2 separate regions of the Mus musculus genome follow, and region 2 is linked to region 1. A link is a contact called in public HiChIP or PLAC-seq data. All regions are on one chromosome and are shown on one strand. Each heading gives the region's core, a stretch centred on a gene start, on an enhancer-like site or on the middle of the called end of the contact. The rest is flanking DNA. Distances are from core to core; before and after follow the strand shown. Region 1 overlaps Pbx1 (pre B cell leukemia homeobox 1). Region 2 overlaps Pbx1 (pre B cell leukemia homeobox 1).

Evidence for each region. HiChIP or PLAC-seq counts read pairs in DNA pulled down with a chosen protein or histone mark.
Region 2: a contact with region 1 is called in an H3K4me3 HiChIP or PLAC-seq map of embryonic basal ganglia, with 2.3 times the contacts expected there. The contact joins two enhancer-like sites. A contact is called at or near these places in 7 of 115 datasets of contacts at active chromatin or transcription factors (craniofacial prominence, embryonic basal ganglia, embryonic forebrain and 4 more).

Annotation. Positions count from the first base shown.
Region 1 is chr1:168,266,173-168,271,703 of GRCm38.p6, forward strand. All of the region lies in intron 2 of Pbx1 (pre B cell leukemia homeobox 1), which reads right to left. Among named protein-coding and RNA genes, the nearest start is that of Gm51671, 77 kb to the right of the region's middle. Within about 2 kb of position 3,184, at least 23 of the 459 cell types and tissues checked have an H3K27ac peak or open chromatin away from gene starts, as enhancers often do. A contact at or near this core is called in embryonic basal ganglia, where this site is marked.
Region 2 is chr1:168,414,459-168,419,298 of GRCm38.p6, forward strand. The region is part of intron 2 of Pbx1 (pre B cell leukemia homeobox 1); the gene reads right to left. Among named protein-coding and RNA genes, the nearest start is that of Pbx1, 15 kb to the right of the region's middle. Within about 2 kb of position 3,408, at least 111 of the 459 cell types and tissues checked have an H3K27ac peak or open chromatin away from gene starts, as enhancers often do. A contact at or near this core is called in embryonic basal ganglia, where this site is marked.

The DNA.
Region 1 (5,531 bases), core at 1,934-4,433:
CTCCCCACCCCCCTCTCCTCAGCCACGTTCCCACTCACACCAATGATGCCTGAGGCATGAACTACTCTGTGCATAATTCCATAAGTGTGTGTTGACAGAAGCACACACATGAGCAAATCCATATAGATGCGAGCTTCAGAAATGTGTAGTTGGTAGGTGGATTACACGTCTATAATTGCATATATTGGCTATGCCGGTCCATCCATACTTGTTTTCAGGCTCTTTAAGGAGTCAATACATTTGAATGCCACCAAAAGTTGAAAGGAAAACTGTATCTAAATACTGCATTTTTTCCAATCATTATGGCAATAGGATATGGATTACATTTGGACTATAATAAGGTGCTTGTAACTAGAGTGTGTGTGTATTTGTGTGTGTGTGTGTGTGTATGTGTGTGTATATATACTTATGTCTATAAATATGTATAGCTTGTGCAATATATAATGTGAATACTTCAAAATATCAAAGGAGCATTTCTAGTAACGTTTAGCAGAGACATGTATTGGATAATGAATTATATTAATACGTGAAATGTCCTCTGCCCACCTTTCACTTCACAGCTGCCCCTGTTATCCAGCTCATCAAAACACTAGCATGATATTATCTTTCCATTGCACATCTCTTTCCTTCAGAGATAGGCCCATCAAAGTTGACTTTATTGGCCAAAGGAAAGTATCTTATAAAAAATATTTCAGTTCTTTCCTCTTACACGTTGTTCAAGAACTTAAGTAAATATGAGCTAAAAGGGAGGGAAACATCTAATGACCATATTTGTTACTGAGGGTGAAGGTGTTTTATTGATATTATCATTCTGTCTCCTGCCACAAACAATTTAATGCCATGTTATGCTTCTGATCTTTTACTGTGTGTGGTATACAACAGGCATTCAGTAAATGCTTGCTAAGTGAACTGCTGATATTCATTCCAAAAAACATTTGTGGACTCAGTGAGAAAGAAACACAGGAAGGGCCTACGCACAAAACACCTCTACAAAAGATATCTTCCTTTAGTTGGTCAATAAAGTTAGTGTCAAGATTTAATAAAAGTCTCTCTACTAAACATCATTTATTAAAGGTTAATTTTGTTGATTCGTTGATTTCATCAGATGAGATATTGTGGCGTTCCTTTAGACCTAAATCAAAGTTCCCTTTCCACTTGAGTGGTTTCACCCACTCGATGTGAAGAGAGCATCCTTGATGTGCAAATGGCTCTTTTGGTAAACGGGCGATACCATATTATGCAAGAACACACTGCACACTCTTCTTACTGCTCCTTCTCTGTATCCACAATGTTTGGGATTACTGTCAAAAAGCACCTTTCTTGGGCTTTTTTTTTGGGGGGGGGGCAACAGTCTAAAATATCAGGTTTCTCCTTAAATGACAAAGATCTGCTCTACCCCAACAGACAAAAATGCCCTAGGTAAAGACAAAAGCAGTACACAAAACAGGAATGGTCACTTAAACCTCCCTTGGTGAACCCTGGGTGCTATGGCCCTGTGTCCAGATGACACCCATTCTGCTCTTGATAGCATTTGGTCCCTAACAGATGAAACAAAGAATGAAGCCTAAGGTCTCACCTCACGAAGTTCTCGGTCTGGGGCTAAATTAGACACCAGGGGAGTGAAAAAGGAGGTGAATGAAATATCCAGGCAGAGCTGACCTGAGATGCGAACTGTTCATAAACACCAATATCTCAGAACCTGAGGGCACAGGTGCCTGCCCACTCGGGGAACAAAAGTACCCAGAGCCGCAGAGGCTAAGAAAGCAAAACTTGGGAAAAGTTAAATGTAGAACTGTGGAAAGCAGTTAAGAAGGTGGTCCAATAAGTCAAGGACAGAAAGAAAGCACACTGCATTAAGCTATTGGGAAGCCACAGGAACACGAGATGGAAAACCATCAAAGGCGGCAAAGGAAGACTTGGGTGGAGTGAGAAAGGGAAGCTTGCCTTTGAGAATTGCAATGACTGCAGGAAGGTTAAGATGGTATGGAGCTAAGGAGGAGGAAGTGTACGGAAGGTTTCCATAGGTTCTGTGCCTAGAAGAGGATGCCCATGGCTCTCGAGGGCGGAATGACAGATAAAGCAAAAGACAAGGAGACAGAAGAAACTAGTGTGGGGCCCAAGTGGAAGAGTCTCAAAAAGTTTCTCTCAGTGAGAGGAAGAAAGAATGCCAATAAAGTAAGAGACAGTGGAGGGGTGAGGGAGGGAGTTTGACACGGAAGATTTCATTTCTTCCAAGAACTGCTGCACCATATCTTCTGCTGGGAGGAGGTGGAATTCAGAATTTGACAGCGGAAGATTTGCAGACACATGGGCAAGTGCAAGCATGCACCAGCAGGGCTGGTGTGCACTGGAGTTGGAGAGGAAGTGTTCTTGGACCACTTGATTGTATGTTTAGGGATATGTGGCAGGCAAGACCTTTAAAACAAAACAGCAGCAGCAGCAACAACAACAAAACCTGTTTCTAACTTCAAATCTAAGAGCATTCTTGAAGAACAGAAGTCAGCAGTCAGGGAGAGATAGAAGAGGGGTACTTTCCATCCTGCTTTCTCTTTGTTCCAGTTGCCTATGGTGGATATCTCCTGTGCCTCAACACCTACACGGACTTCTGGCATCTTACCAGCTCCCAGGGCTTACAGTGTAATCACAGGAAGAGAACACAAGGCTGGCTCTCAGGCTCGCTGCCGAAGGCTGGTGTCTATGCAGATCACCCAGGCCTTCTCCCCAACATGGCCCTAGCCTTCAGGTTACCCACTGTGCACATAAGTGCCTGCTCCCTGGCACACTGTGCGGGCCTGAGCACTGACCCTGTGTGTACCTTTGGCCTCCAATCCCACTGGTGATATAAGAGGGGCAGACTGCTTCAAGGCAGTGGTGGTTCGGGCAACACATGGAGACCTGCAGAGCTCACATAGGCCCTGGAACCGAGCTCACTTCTGTGGCAGACTTCATAAGGCTCCGCTCTTTGACTGGCGTTGAGTTTATGTGAAAGTAATTAACAGTAATTAATCCTTAATTACAGTAATTAGCCAAGTCGCAGTAAATTAAACCACATCTGGAGCAGATGAGGGCTTCCGAATGGGAGGCAAAGAGAGGCGACAATCGGGGAGATGTTGAATTCATCTGACAGCATCTGATTAAGTCTACCTGTTGCTGGCAGCCTCATTTGCATGTTGTTTTTGTTTGCATTTCCCAGTAACCCTTTCATTGGCATTCACAGTGTGGACCTCTTGGTCCTCTCTTAAATACCAGTTAGGCAGTCCTGCTGCCTCTGGGGTGAGTGAGTCCCTTCATATCCAGCAGAACTGCTGGTTTGCCTGGGCTTTGTTTATCTGCTTCCCCCCTCCCTCCTGACAAACAAAAATATAAATAGCAGAGACCTCATCAAGTGACAGGCTGAAATCAAAGAAGCCAAGAGAGTTGGGCTTTTTTTTTTTTTTTGACTGATGAAAAGAGAAGATGCTATGAGCGATCATCACGTCTGATGAGGAAGGGAAGCAGCAGAAAGCTTACAAAAATAGGTCACGTGGGCCATCTTGTACAGGAGTCCCATCCCACGCCAAAAGGAGCCCAGACTCCAGAAGACCCTTTGTTCATATCATATGCACACATACACAAATACACACATGAGCAACGAACACATGAGCACACACTAGCAAAAATTAAATAAATCCAGACCTCTTTGTTTCTCTGATCCCCTTTGGATAGACAAAGGCCTCTCACCTAGGCAAGAAATATATGGCAATTAAAGGAAACTTCAAACATGCAGTGAAGAATGGCGATAAAAATGAAAGTCGCCCAGATTCCACTAGCCAACCCAGGTGTTGGCCGGTCCTTAGAGGAGAGAAACAATGTCTTAATGTTGCTACTTTGAGTCACTGAGTTAGCAAATTAGCCTGCCCATTGCTTCCTCTTTCCCATAATGCCATGCACCTAGGGACGTCAGGAAGTGGATTCCCAGACTCCCTGTTCTTATCAACCAGTCCAAACCAGTGCGCGTGCTACTACTCCCAGTCTCCTATATGTGCCCCTCCCAGTTCTGCCTCCTGCTGTCCTCATGCTGATTTCTGGTGGCCCTTGCAGGATGTCCTAAAGCTTTCCAGGATTTACCCCAATGGTAAGAGCCTCTACCTTTAACTAGTTGTGTAGCATAAGGAAGATTTTAAAAACTAGGACCACTTTTAAACATTTGATGTGTGATCATCCTTGGGTTGCCAAGAGTTTTAGATGAATCAGTGGATGTTGGATGCTCGCTTCAGGGACTCCTGTAGAGGGAACACTTGGTAATAATTACTTATTACAATTATTAGCATTGGTTCTTTTATTTCCCAGATAGTTATTACACTTATATTGGGAAGGTAGCACAGTGTATTGATGTAAGGCACAGACTCACGAGTCAGAATGCCTGTGTCAGTTGACTGAATATACCATTACGAGACATGTGACCTTGGGCAAGTTAGTTAACCTCTCTAGGCCCTGGGGTTCCTTAACTGTAAAAGAAGGGTAATAATTGTACCTGGCTCATCTACTTCTTTTAAAAGGTTAAATGAGTTGCCTGAAAGTGCTGAAACAGACCCAGACAGAGAAAATGTTGAATAAGTGTTTTCCATTATTATTAAACTATATGCACACCCGCATAGAAATCTGAGCATTTTATACAATGCTGATGTGTTTACGGGCACGTTAACAGTATGCATAATAACTGGTGTGTCCCTAGAGAGCAGGGCCAGCCTACGACTACACTCACAGGTGAGTTCTTAATAAATACTTTCGATGATAAAGATGAAAAAAGAAGGAGGAAAAGATGAAGGCATAAATAAAATCACACAGACAAATGACAAAATATGACTCAGTAGGTCAAAACTGTGCATTTCATGGTGCATGAATCCATCAATACGATATCATTTAGTGAAGATTCACTTTTTAATCAATAGCTGCATCCCAGTGCCTTGACGCAGATTATTTAAGATTTATTTCCTGTTCATTGTGAGAATTCAGCTATATATGCGTTTTAACTCTCTAAGATTAGTTCCCATGTGTTCCTGGATGTTACCTGAAAATTCAACTGGAAAATGTATGTCAGTCACTGTTACACAGTTTTCGTATAAAATGAACCAAAAGGAGAAGCAGTCACGGTCAGCTGAGCACTGAGGAACACCAATGGCTCACACAAGGCCAAGGCGCCTACCAGCAGCAACCCTCCAATTATCTTGTGGTTTCCTAGAAGTTCTAAGGAACTGACCAACTTGGCTTATCCAATTCCTCTGACTGGTTTTACAGTTCCCACCCCTGCATAGACAAGGCTATGCTGTGGTAGGTGGGGAGGCCTATCGGGACATAGACATGTCCTACAGTTAAAAATTACTCAATGGTTTTGACCAGTTGTGGTGATGTGAGACCATGGAGCCAAGGCAAACCAATAACAAAAACAAAAAGTGCCCTTTGAGGGAAATGAACAATTCTTGGTTGCGAATGCTCCCTTCCCCTGTGTGTTGAGAGAAATATGTTCGGCTAGCATTAATACTCAACATTTG
Region 2 (4,840 bases), core at 2,158-4,657, 150 kb after region 1:
TATTTCCTTACCAGCAGAAGGGCAGGCCACAGTGGGAAAGCCATCATTCCAAGTATTATAAACCTTATAAACAGGGATCCTAAACAGGTGGTCTAAAGTAGGAGGCCTCAAGGAGCCGTAAGTGAATCCTAAGTCTTCTCCTAGCATGGAAGGGGATGAAGAAACAGAAGAGCGGTGGAGGGGCGGGGATGAACGTGCAAGATGAAGCTAACCATGAAAATCGAATTTGTTAAAATAATGACTAGAGAATGACAGATAATGCGCCAATTGTCTACATGCATTTATGAAACACATAATAAATGTGCATATGAGTATATACATATTATATGTGCGTGTTCACCATGATAAAAATTAATTCCACCTTCCAGGGCACACCATTGTTTGTCTCCCTGCTAGCAAGAACCCTGGAGCACAGAGGCAAATTTCAAGCTTCCTCCCTGGCAGATAGAGGCCACGAAGCTTAAGCTGCCCAGGTGAACAAATGTCACAGAATACCTATTCGGAGGGTGGTAAATTCCAGCCATCCCAGGGAAATGCCAAGTGGTCTCAGGTCACAAGTTTGGCAAATAGCAATTTGGAAGGGGGTGGGGGGAGGGGCTGGCCCAGGGGAGGAAGAGAACAAGAGCGTCTGAAGAGGGAAAGGCAAGGCGGAAATGAAAGAGGTTACTTAAACAACAGGCAAGGCCTCAAACATAGTAATTTCTCAGACTGCCTAAGCATAAAATTAGAACCATTTGCTTCAAAGCCAGCATGCTTCTTTCTCCATGGGGCGGCCAGGGTGGCCATGAAACCTGGTTCTGAAGACTTTTATAGCCATGTTCCTGGTCCTAAAAACATGTCCCACTCTTGTCTACAGGCTTGAGTCAATGTCCCATGGTACAGTGACTATGACCGTGACTCAGGCACCCTGTGGGACTGTGAGCTTCTTAAATGTAAGTGCTGTGGTTGGCATAGCCTTGTTCTTCCTCCTTCACAGTGATCTGGCCAGCAGGCAAGAGACATACATATTTGTCCATGACTAAAGCAGTAAGAAGGTGGAGACAGAATATGGGATTCTTCTTTGGCCATGTCAAGCCACACAAAGACCCCTAAACACATATACTTCTACACTGAATACATCAATCCAACCAGAGGAGAGTTGAACTTTTTCTCGACTCAGCCAGTAGTTCCCCAACAGATGTCTATAGATATTTGGTAAAGTTTGCTTATAAATAATATAACCTCATATGGCCTCCACACAAGTGATATTCATGAGGTGGCATTACAGGTGAAGGGGTAGATGACACGGGGATCTTAGCATGTCAACTAGCCTATGCATACTTAGGCCAAAACAGAGCCAGCGAGGAGATTTCCTTTGTATTGATAAAAACCATCAACGATGCTACCAAAACATCCCAGCCTGGACAGAGACACCCAGGAGAGGAGGTAAGTAAGGATAAGCAACTGCCTCCCTGTCTCTTTCACTGTCACTAGACAGCTGTTAGTGTTGCTCTCCTTCTATCTTAGCTGCACCTGTGCCAATCCACATTACACAGGGAACGCCTGACCTGCACCAGAAAGAACCCTTCCATCCTCTACCCCAGGAGCACAAGGAAGGGAAAGATCCTATGGAGCTTATAATGAGCCTAGTTCTTCTGTGGACTGGTCAGACACTAGGCTCTTGAAAATTTATGGAGAGAACTAAGTCATAGATATGTTTCCTAGTTGTGAGGCACACCAACGTGGCTGGCTTCTGCCTGCCCACAAGAATGCAATGCTACGTTTCCGGGGTAAGGGGGTGCCGCCCCACCATGCTGTAGATGGGCAATCACAGAAAAGCACACAGATCCATTGAAGAATAACAACTTCACGTCAAGTGCATCTTTCCAAGTGTAACTTTCGAAGAAGAAAAATAAAGTCCAGGGACTTTCAGCAGAAGCCTGATGACAGCCCCTTCCTGCCCTGGCTCCAGCCAGCTTGGTGGGGGAGGGGACACAACTGTGTTCACAGTACCCCAAAGAAGTTGTCCGGGTTTCTAAAAACTGGCAAAAATCAGGTGGCTAAAGGCCTCTCTTCACACAAGTCTCTGAAACAAGGCAAGGGGACATACAAGAAACTAGGTAGCATAGAAGTCCTGGAGCCTTCTCTGAGTGTTCAAGAAATCACACCAAGCTTAACAAATGTCAAAGCTGTTTAAAGTACATCAAGGTTCTTAGGGTTAAAAATTTCCCCAGGGTAAGTGCTGCACTCCCCATAATAGCTGAGAGATAAAGAAGGCAGGATGGGAGGGATTTCAGAGTAACTCCAAGTTTTGCGATTTAATCCAATTCGATAGATGAAGCAACAACTGGGCTATTTGTTGATCAGAGATGAAACAGAGGCAACTAAGGAAAGAGCTGCCCCTACCCCACCCCCTACCGAATCTCACTTCTTTATGCAAAACCTCCTCCAGGGTTGAAGCGTGCATTTGAGAAAGCAGCCCCCACTGCTGGAAGCCCAAACAGCACAGGCACAGCCCAGAGTAGGAAGCCTGGGGGCCCTGCTGGCATCATCGGGGAATCCAGCCCCACACTAAAAGTGTTCCGTAAAGGAAGCAAGACTCCAGAGCAAGAGGATGCTTTCCAGGAAGACCGTTCTCCTGTCACCCTTGGGGTCAGCCTGGAGGAATGAGAGGAGCCTGGCCTGCAGTGCTCCCAGCCGATCCTCGGCCTCCAGGGCCAAGCACCGGGGTAGCAAAGTTCAGCTCAAGCCTTGCAGATCTGCACTGGGGACTTGAGACAAGACCCCGAGAGTGACCCTGAGTGTCTGCCTAACAGCCTCCCTGTGCATTCCCAGCTGCTGCAGGGCTGTACCAGGGCTAGTCTGTTGTGGATCTGTGATGACTCAGCCACTACACCCTGGTGCCTCTGTTAGGCTCAGATCCTCATGTGAGATTGTGCCTTGGGAGGATCTGTCCCCTGAGCACCAGGCTCTTCATCAAACTCCTTTACCACCCCAACTTCCTCCAACACCCTCAATTTCTCATTTCTTCCCCTGATTAAGGCAAAAAACACTTTCTTATGTCTTGAATATTCTTATTTATTGTTGGGTGCTCTCTCTCTCTCTCTCTCTCTCTCTCTCTCTCTCTCTCTCTCTCTCTCTCTCCTTCTTTATTCTTCCCCTCATCCCCTGCAAAGGATTCAGCTCCCCAAACCACACCATGACTTCTTACTCCTATCTAGCCAGCATCACCACTGACCGATACCTACTTGGGATTTATCCTCCTAAGGCCTTAGAGATGATTACAGACTCCCTAGCAAGAGGGCCACACAAAGGCGAGCTGAGCCCAGGTGCCTGCTCTTTGTTTTAACTGTGTGTTCATGTGGGCTGCTAGGAGGAGGCTCCAGCCTCTGCTTGCCCTGTGTGGCAAAGAATTAGCTCTGGGCTCTCAGAGCTAGCTGCTCCCGCCTTCCAGAAGGATGCCAGCTGGGCTCAGCCGGGTTCTCTCAAGGAGGCTTTCTTTGTTAGGGACGAAATATAAATGCCAAGTTTCAGCCCTATTAACAGTGGTAATTATTAGAAATCTCCTGAGAGCGGCAACACTTGAGATCTCAAATCACCCAAAACCTTCAGTGGAAAAAAAAAAAACAACCTGCTACTCTTTTCCAGGTTTAGTTTAGCCCAGACCACCAGGTAAATGTATTCCTTTGAGCTGCTGCTGGCAGATTCAACTGGTCTGAAAGCAAGACAAAAATGTCAACTTTCCTTTTTCCCCTGGCTGTTAACACATTTGCAGGTAAAACCAAGCATCTTTCTTTTTAAAAAAAAGTAATAATAATAATAATAATCAAAAACAAAAAAAAAACAAAACAAAAAACAAAACAAAAACCAAAAAAACTCACTTTAATAACATTTCCAAAACGTTTCACTGACAGTTATGAGGAATGACAGAAGATCACCAAGTCACACGACAGGTCTATGGTGGAAGCAAACTCAAGACTTCCAAACTTTCTGGGCTTGACTTCATGAGCAACAGAAAGGTAGAACATGTTTCCTCATACATTCCATGAGATTTCCAATCTAGGATCCCACAGTTACAAATACATAGTACACATGCAACATTATTTGCTGCCGTTGCCAAGCCAGCAGGTAGATGACAGCACACTGGCCCCCAGCCGAAGGCTTCCGTCATAAACATTTTTTTCTTCAAATTCCACCCCTTTCCCCCCTTCTCAGTTTGTCTTATCCAATTCAGCTTGATTGATAGAAGTAGCCGTAGCACCACCATAACCAACTTTATGTGACCGCCTAGAAAAGATACAGGGATTCCCAGGCTAAATTAGAACTGCCATCTTAACGAGAGAGAATTCTCTCATAAACAGCTCCGCCTGCCTCCAAGTGTGTGTGTCTATGCTTGACAGTGGGTTATGTAGGACCTCATAGCCTGCAGAATGTAGGGTCGGACTAGTGAGTCTCTATATCCACGCAGACCAGGAAGGCTGAGAGCCAAAGGAGAAACTGGTATTCTCGAAATGACATGCTAACACAGAGACAGTGAGAGCACCAGGCTTCAAATGCAGTCTAGCAGCTTAGTCTAGCGATTATATCAACTATGGAGTCCGCCGACTGGTTCCCACTCTCTTGCAGCTAAAGATAGCGAGATGGCTGTTCGGCCCACTCGGTTATTTTAGGGAACCTCTGAGATTTTGTTAGGGGTAGAGAACCACAGATGAGCAGTTATGGAGAGAAGTGATTTAGAAAGACAGAGGAGGTGGTGTGGGGGCTGGCTTCGTTCTTGCTCATCCTGCCGCCCTCTAGAGGGTTCAGGGTACAAGAATGCTCTAACAAGCCTGTCCATATGTGGGCAGCCAGCTATAGACCC